2 separate regions of the Pan troglodytes genome follow, and region 2 is linked to region 1. The links are chromatin contacts, called in public Hi-C maps. All regions are on one chromosome and are shown on one strand. The core of a region is the stretch at or near the end of the contact, and the rest is flanking DNA. Distances in the headings are between cores, read along the strand shown.

Region 1 (4,224 bases), core at 344-2,843:
CTGGTGGACTTCCTCTAGGAGAATGACAATTACCCATTTAGGAAGAAGAACCCCTCCTCTTTCCTTGGCCAATGGACCTGTTGTGAAGAGTGGGCCAGAGCCTTGATACCGGGCCAGAGGGGCATAATGTCCTCCTGCAGTGCTGACTCAGAGTTCAGTCCCTGTGACAGGACCTCCCTCACTCGGTCCAGGTCCCCTGGGTGCCTTGATGATGAAGCCCATGATATGCCAGGTTACGTGGGGGAAGAGCCCTCTCCTCGGCTCCGGGGAGAACTAGCTCCCTCCTCTTCCTGTTGCCACTCTCCCTTCCTGGGTCTCCTCGTCCCCTGGGTGTCCATTTGGTGTCCAGGCTTACCCCTTCTGGCTGACTTTCCTGGATCTCACCAGAGTGGGTGCCAGGATCCCTACATGATTCTTGGCTGGAAGAAATGTCTGACAGCTCTCCAGCAGAGAAGCTTTGCCAGCTCTACCCTACAGTCTGCACTCAGCCTCAGAGCTGGTCTTGGCCATATCCAAGATTGGGGGTTCCTCCATGGTCCTCATTTCCTGGTGCAAGGAAGCCCAAGTTGCCTTCACTGCCCCTCCGATGATCTATTCTGGAGCCTCTGGCAATCCAGTTAGCTGCTGTGCCAAGCACATCCCAGTAATGGTCACTGCTTATAAAGGATTAGGAATTCGCCAGGGGAGAGATGAAAGCCCATCCCAAACAGCCCAGCTCACAAAGTGGAGCCTCTGACCCTCCCACAGCTGGTGGTAACCATAGCCTACTGCGCCCACCCAGGGAGTCTCCCTTTCTAATTTTTAAGTTCTTCCATCTCCCTCTTTTGTCCCAGACGGTGGGTGAGAGGTGGAGTTGGGAACACAGGGCAGCTCTCATTCTTTCCTAGTTTCCCTCTGTCCGTCCCTCTCCCCAGCCAAAGGCAGGGACAAGGATTTGCTGTGTCACAGACCTACCCATTTGCTATGTTCCCAGGGATGACCAAGGGAGGGGCTGCTGTTTTGCAGATATCAACGAATGCCGTCACCCCGGTACCTGCCCTGATGGGAGATGCGTCAATTCCCCCGGCTCCTACACTTGTCTGGCCTGTGAGGAGGGCTACCGGGGCCAGAGTGGGAGCTGTGTAGGTGAGGGCTGCTGGCCAAGGCACTGAGCAGGCCATTCGGCCTTGAGACCTCTGGTTGAGCCCACACACAGAAAGGGAAAGAGGTGGGCAGAGGGAGGTGGCTTGGAGGCTGTTGTCCTCCATGATCTAGCTGGGTTCCCAGATGACGCTGGGCATGAGTCGCCAGGGCTCTGCCCTCTGAATCAGCTAGGGTGGGGCCCTTTTCTCCTCTTTGGCCATATTCATTCTGGAGTGACTGCCCAAAGTCCCAGCAGCTTCTGTAGCTGGATCCTGTGGTGGAGCGAGGAGCCTAAGGGTCTTAGGATGGGGCCAGGCCTTTCTGCAGTTCCCAGGGAGGAAGGGTCTTCTGCTCTTCTGCATCTCAAAAGCAGCGTCTAAACAGCACGCCCACCGCACAGTGGGGCGCTCCTCCCTCAGAAGGGCAGCAGGTCTGCAGCAGGAGGCGTGTGCTCTTTTCCTGCAGCCCCCTCAGGAAGAAAGGCTCAGGGTTCAGAATGCTGGGAGGGACTGAGTGTTGAATAGACGCTTTGAGGCTCTGGAGAGGGCAGACGTTTCCCAGGCCCTCAAGGCTGCCACTCAGCCACCTCGGCATGACTGGCCTCTCTCCACGCTGCCCGCCCACCCGCAGAAGCTGCTTGTTGGGTCGGGATCGTGGGTTGTTTGGTTGGCAGGTAGGAGGTCATGTAGGGTTCCTGGCACACACAATGAGGGAAGTCAAGGGTCTTGGACACCTCATTTCAAGTATCCTCAGATGAGCCAAACCAGCCCCAGGGTGGGGAGACCTGGCCCCCTGCGTGGATACATGCAGAGTGCTCTGAGTTACTAGATAGGGCTGAAGTGAGCCCGGGGGATGGGACGCCCTGCCCTGCCTAGGTGGGAGGAGGGAGCATGGCCTCATGGCCTCCCCAGGTGGCCTGCGGCCCCTCTGAAGGCTGGTTCCCTGGCCTCATAACTGAGATGCTCGGAGCCTGCCAGCGGGGGCTGCAGGATGGGGAGGAGGTCAGCCCACCATCTTGGACTTCTCTCCCACAGATGTGAATGAGTGTCTGACTCCCGGGGTCTGTGCCCATGGAAAGTGCACCAACCTAGAAGGCTCCTTCAGATGCTCTTGTGAGCAGGGCTATGAGGTCACCTCAGATGAGAAGGGCTGCCAAGGTACAGAGATGCTGAAGCACCCCTTCTCCGCAGGCCAGTCCAGCTTGTGGCTCCCTCCCCTCTGCACACCACCCTTGGCCCCCTGAATCCACCCCTGGCCTTGCATCCCTATTCACACTGACCCAACACATCCCTGCCCAGACCTGTCCTTCCCCCACCCCTGCCTACCTGCCAGTGTCCTGGCCTGTCTGTCCTGCAGAGTCCCACACAGAATGCAATGCCCTATTTCAGATGTGGATGAGTGTGCCAGCCGGGCCTCATGCCCCACAGGCCTCTGCCTCAACACGGAGGGCTCCTTCGCCTGCTCTGCCTGTGAGAACGGGTACTGGGTGAATGAAGACGGCACTGCCTGTGAAGGTAACCCTGGGGAGGCAGTGGTGGAAGGGGACAGAATATAGGCTGTCTTACCTCCCAAAGAACACTCAATTTGTCCCCAGTTTGGGGCTGATGCCGAGGGGCTCCAGGCTAGGCTAGAAGACCCCATAAATGGACCTGGCCCCAACAAGAGCTTCTATTGTCATAATCCCCAAGTTCAGAGTGAGGACAGGAGGAAAAGCCAGTCACAGAGAAGAGGGAAGCTGAGGGCAGGGCTGCCCCGGGAGCGTTCTAGGGAGGGGGTTTTAGGAAAGCCCCAGGGGCTCAGAGAGGGAGGCCACGGTGAGGTTCCTGCATTGCCTGGGAAGTGGGAGCCCTCCTAGGTCCCCGGGCGAGCGCTGTCTGTCTGCAGACCTAGATGAGTGTGCCTTCCCGGGAGTCTGCCCCTCCGGAGTCTGCACCAACACGGCTGGCTCCTTCTCCTGCAAGGACTGCGATGGGGGCTACCGGCCCAGCCCCCTGGGTGACTCCTGTGAAGGTATGAGCCTCTGTGTGGGAGAGGACACAAATGGGATGCCCCTCTGTCAGGGCCATGGTGAAGCCCAGCAGGTGGGGGGCTGCTGAGGCTGGAGGAGCTGCCATCATCCCGCTCCCCAAGAGTCGCTCACAAGCTTGTCCCAGCTGTGCTGCCTCATGAGGGGATGATCCCCCGTGGGTCCAGCTCTGCAGGCAGGTGACAGGTCCTCTGGAGACTACCCCCTTGGCTCCTGTCCTTGGGAGGTGCTGCCATCGGCTGTCTTCCTCCCCTGTGTGGCCCTGCAGATGTGGATGAATGTGAAGACCCCCAGAGCAGCTGCCTGGGAGGCGAGTGCAAGAACACTGTGGGCTCCTACCAGTGCCTCTGTCCCCAGGGCTTCCAGCTGGCCAATGGCACCGTGTGTGAGGGTGAGTGACCCAGGTCACCCTACTGGGGGTGGGGGGCATGAGTGTGTGGGGAGGCAGGCACATCCCCAGCAGACACCCACTCCCCATCTTTTCCCTGCAGATGTGAATGAGTGCATGGGGGAGGAGCACTGCGCACCCCACGGCGAGTGCCTCAACAGCCACGGGTCTTTCTTCTGTCTGTGCGCGCCTGGCTTCGTCAGCGCAGAGGGGGGCACCAGCTGCCAGGGTGAGAAGCCAGCACAGCTACCTCTACTGGCCAGGAGCATGGGAAGCCAGCACAGCTACCTCTACTGGTCAGGAGCATGGGCGCTACAGGCTAAGACTAGAGTGGTGTCCCTTTTAATACCAGTACTGAGAGCAAGTGCTCACGGCCCTGCCCAGGGAGGAGAAGATGGGAGCGAGGAGTGATGTGAGGGAGCCCGGGGCTCAGGGAGGGAGGGACTCAGTCTCTCACCAGGGCCTCTTCACGACTTTGACAGCAGGCATGCACCCGCTCCAAACTCCGAGTGTCACTTCTCCCCTTTACAGAGCTCCAGTCCCAGGGACCCCACGTCACCCCTCACCCCCACCCCGGTGCCCACCTCCCGCAGCCTGGCCTCTGGCTTCGAGCCTTTTCCTACATAAGCCACTCCCTGACTCTCCTATGGGCTACTCAGGGCCCAGAGGAAGCTACACAGGACCCTAA
Region 2 (3,698 bases), core at 1,037-3,536, 100 kb before region 1:
CCCAGAGAGAACCAGTCATCTGCAAGAAGAGGAGGCTCTGTCCCTATAACTGTCCCCCCACTGATGCTGACTATGTTGCTGGATGTTACAGGCACCTCGGTGCATTAAACTACAGCAAGACAGTTCATGGGAGAACCCAACATATGTCTTTAGGAATTGAGGACGTACATAAATGAAGAGACTTGTGTGCACTTCCTGTCTGGAGAATTCTGATCGTGGAGCCTCGCTGGAGTGGCCTGTGTGGCAAGGTGAGAAGTGGGCAGGGTGAGGAGCGGCCAACCCACCATTGTTTTGCCTGGCATAGGTGGGACAGTCCTATGAGAGACAGAGGATGCAGGGGTCTCCGAGAGGTTGGCCAGAGAGTAATTTGCTATGGCAACTCAGGGTGGAGGTCCTGTAGAGAACCTCCCAAAAACCCACATATGTGCCCATGAAGAAGCCAGCGCTTGGCACCTGCCAACCAAGGGTACCTGTCACATAAGACTTTGCTACTTTTCCTCTAACACCTCTCTCCCAGCCTTGACAAAGAGGAGCCACAGCAGAAAAGGGAGGTCAGGAAAACAGACCACACACCACTCTCACCACTGCAGGATCTCTAGCAAAGGGACAGGGGAGAGGAGGACTATTAAATGGGATGTGATATTGATTAACTTGGATGAGATTTTGATCTGGGCAGGAGCAGACTTTTTGTGTCTGAAAATGGGTCTTAATTATATTAATAGAACAGTTCTCGTGTCTGGTAGGGATGACCTCTCAAGCCAAGGACTCTGCCTGAGATGTCATTAAGGGTGGGAAAGGGAAATTTACCATAATATGGTTGAAGGTAGTAGTGGAGCAGTTTCTGGATAGTCCCTCTTTAGGTTCAGCCCATTAAAAAATTCAGTTACACGAGCAAACAAATAACAAGATGATGTCAACTGTTTTATGAAGATGAAACAGGGTGGTGTGTTAGAGAGTCATGACTGGGGTGAGGGAGGGCTGCTCTAGATTGGAGGTCAGGGATGGCTACTCCAGGAGCTGATATTTAATCTGAGAGGAGCAGTGATGAGGAACTACCCTCTAACATCCTGGAGAGGAACCTTCCAGTAGAGGGAAGGGGGCATTCACTTGGCTTGTTCAAGGAGCAGAGAGAGGGCCAAGGCAGCACAGTGTGGTGGGTAAGGGAGAGCAAGAGGCCAGATGAAATCAGAGCGGGGGCAGCCAGCTAGGGTTTGTAGGCCAAGGCCAGGGGTCGAGGCTTTATTTCAACAGTAGATATTACCTGGGCTTGTCTTTTGTGTGGTGTGGGAGGTTGTGAACTGGTGCCCACATGCCAGCTCCTTCACTCTGCCTCTCTGGGAAATAGGCTGTACAAATGTGCCAGGGGCAGCCCTGTTGATCCAAGCCTTTAGGCTGTAGGGAGGGGGCATGGGTGAGAATGGTGTGCTGATTACTGGGGACACGCAGACAGCGGCAGTCAGCATTCCCACACCCCTGCCCGCCTCCCTGCTAACACAAGATGTGAATGCACACACTGGGTCAATCAGGGGTCACCGAATCCCCCTCTGGGAAATTCCCGAGAGAGTGAAGGGCTGGGTTGGGATCCCAGGAATGGATTCAGCCAGAGGCGGGAGGCCTAGATTCCACTCCCCTCTTTCACATGCGCTATCTCCTTGAGTGACTTACTCAAGAGGCTCTGTGTCTTTGCCTCTGTGAAAAAGAGGACTCCTTGGCCGGGCGTGGTGGCTCACGCCTTTAATCCCAGCACTTTGGGAGGCCGAGGTGGGCGGATCACCTGAGGTTGGGAGTTCGAGACCAGCCTGACCAACATGGAGAAACCCCGTCTGTACTAAAAAATAAAATAAAATACAAAATTAGTCGGACTTGGTGGCGCATGCCTGTAATCCCAGCTACTAGGGAGGCTGAGGCAGGGGAATCGCTTGAACCCGGGAGGCGGAGGTTGCGGGGAGCTGAGATCGCGCCATTGCACTCCAGCCTGGGCAACAAGAGGGAAACTCCGTCTCAAAAAAAAAAAAAAGAAAGAAAGAAAGAAAAGAAAAAGAAAAAGAGGACCCCTCTTCTAGCGGCAGCCATCACCGCGCCAGGCTTAGGCGTGACCCTCACGCCAGTGGAAGGGGATTGAGATCCAGAGCGAAGGCGGCGGCGCCAGGGCTGTGCAGCCACGGAGCGCCAGGGCCGCCAGCTCCGCCAGGGGGCGCGCCCGGGACCTCCCTGCGCTCCGCGCGCCGCGCCCCGCCCCGCGCCACCCCCGCTCCGGCCGGCCCTGCGGAGGGCGCCCCCAGCGGCCAGGGCGCAAGCGGAGGGGGCGGCGGCCCTGTTCCCCTACGCGGGCCTCGGCGCCCCTCCTGGCTTCCTTCAGACCTGCAAGGCTGCAGCCTGGGTCCCCCGATCCAAAGACGGTCCCTGAGGCGAGGGGCGGGAGAACGATTCGGGGCAAGTCTGCAGTTCCAACTTGCCCAGAGCAGGAGAAAGAAGGCCCGGTGTCCCGGTCGTGGCAGGCGCCATCTGCCCGACCAGCGCCCGGGTCAGCCCCGCGCCGCCCCCTGCTCCGCACGGGTTAATCCCCCTCGCCGCCCGCTCGCCGCCCGCTCGCTTCCCGGTGCCAAAGTGGGTGTTGCTGGAATTCCTCGCTCCCTCTCCCGTAATGAGGGGGCTGAGCTGTCCCTCCAAGGAGGGGGCCTGGTGTGGATAAAAGAGACGAAAAAGCCGGGGGAGGTTTCCAAAAATAAAACCGTCCGGGTCCCCTTCAGACGGCTGCAGGCACTGGGAGGAGGCGCGAAGGTGCAGCAGCCGTGCGAGCCCAGCTGGAGTAGGAGCGCGGACTCGAGGCTCGGGGCGCGCAGCTCTCGTTCCGCCGAGAGCCGGGCCCCCAGTCGGCCGCTTCAGGGCCCCCTAGACTCAGAGAAGCTGGCCGCCGGGCGGAGTCGGGAGAACAGCCCGCGGGCGTCCAGCGTACCGACCACAAAGCTCTTCGCGGTGCCCGCGCGCACCACTCTCCAGCCGCCCCGCGCCATGAGGCCGCGGACCAAAGCCCGCAGCCCGGGGCGCGCCCTGCGGAACCCCTGGAGAGGCTTCCTGCCGCTCACCCTGGCTCTCTTCGTGGGCGCGGGTCATGCCCAAAGGGACCCCGTAGGGAGATACGAGCCGGCTGGCGGAGACGCGAATCGACTGCGGCGCCCAGGGGGCAGCTACCCGGCAGCGGCTGCAGCCAAGGTGTACAGTCTGTTCCGGGAGCAGGATGCGCCTGTCGCGGGCTTGCAGCCCGTGGAGCGGGCCCAGCCGGGCTGGGGGAGCCCCAGGAGGCCCACCGAGGCGGAGGCCAGGAGGCCGTCCCGCGCGCAGCAGTCGCGGCGTGTCCAGCCACCTGCGCAGACCCGGAGAAGCACTCCCCTGGGCCAGCAGCAACCAGCACCCCGGACCCGAGCCGCGCCGGCTCTCCCACGCCTGGGGACCCCACAGCGGTCTGGGGCTGCGCCCCCAACCCCGCCGCGAGGGCGGCTCACGGGGTGAGCATGGGAGAGGGAAGTTTGGAGGGTACAGAGGGGAGCCAGGGCTCATTTGTGGAGGGGCGTGCAGGCGAGAGGAGAGGGCGCCGCACTCATACCCTCGTCCCTCTGTCTTTAGTACTTCGGGAAACAGCCCCGAGGTTCCAAAATCGGTCCTGGAAGATTTGATCCGCTTTCGAAGAGTTGAAGGCA

The links. A called contact is a pair of places that touch in the nucleus more often than the background predicts.
Region 2: a Hi-C map of stem cell-derived neural progenitor cells shows a contact between it and region 1, with 3 times the contacts expected there. The contact joins the promoter of LTBP2 here to the enhancer-like site in region 1. A contact is called at or near these places in 2 of 7 Hi-C or Micro-C datasets (induced pluripotent stem cells and stem cell-derived neural progenitor cells) and 1 of 1 datasets of contacts at active chromatin or transcription factors (stem cell-derived excitatory neurons).

Annotation. Positions count from the first base shown.
Region 1 is chr15:72,459,525-72,463,748 of NHGRI_mPanTro3-v2.0_pri, reverse strand. It overlaps LTBP2 (latent transforming growth factor beta binding protein 2), which reads left to right. Exons shown (of 35, transcript XM_063793715.1): 19 at 2,157-2,279; 20 at 2,511-2,636; 21 at 3,007-3,132; 22 at 3,417-3,539; 23 at 3,640-3,765. Among named protein-coding and RNA genes, the nearest start is that of ISCA2, 17 kb to the right of the region's middle. Within about 2 kb of position 1,593, at least 2 of the 24 cell types and tissues checked have an H3K27ac peak or open chromatin away from gene starts, as enhancers often do. A contact at or near this core is called in stem cell-derived neural progenitor cells, where this site is marked.
Region 2 is chr15:72,561,857-72,565,554 of NHGRI_mPanTro3-v2.0_pri, reverse strand. It overlaps LTBP2 (latent transforming growth factor beta binding protein 2), which reads left to right and starts at 2,286. Exons shown (of 35, transcript XM_063793715.1): 1 at 2,286-3,506. The coding sequence starts at 3,013.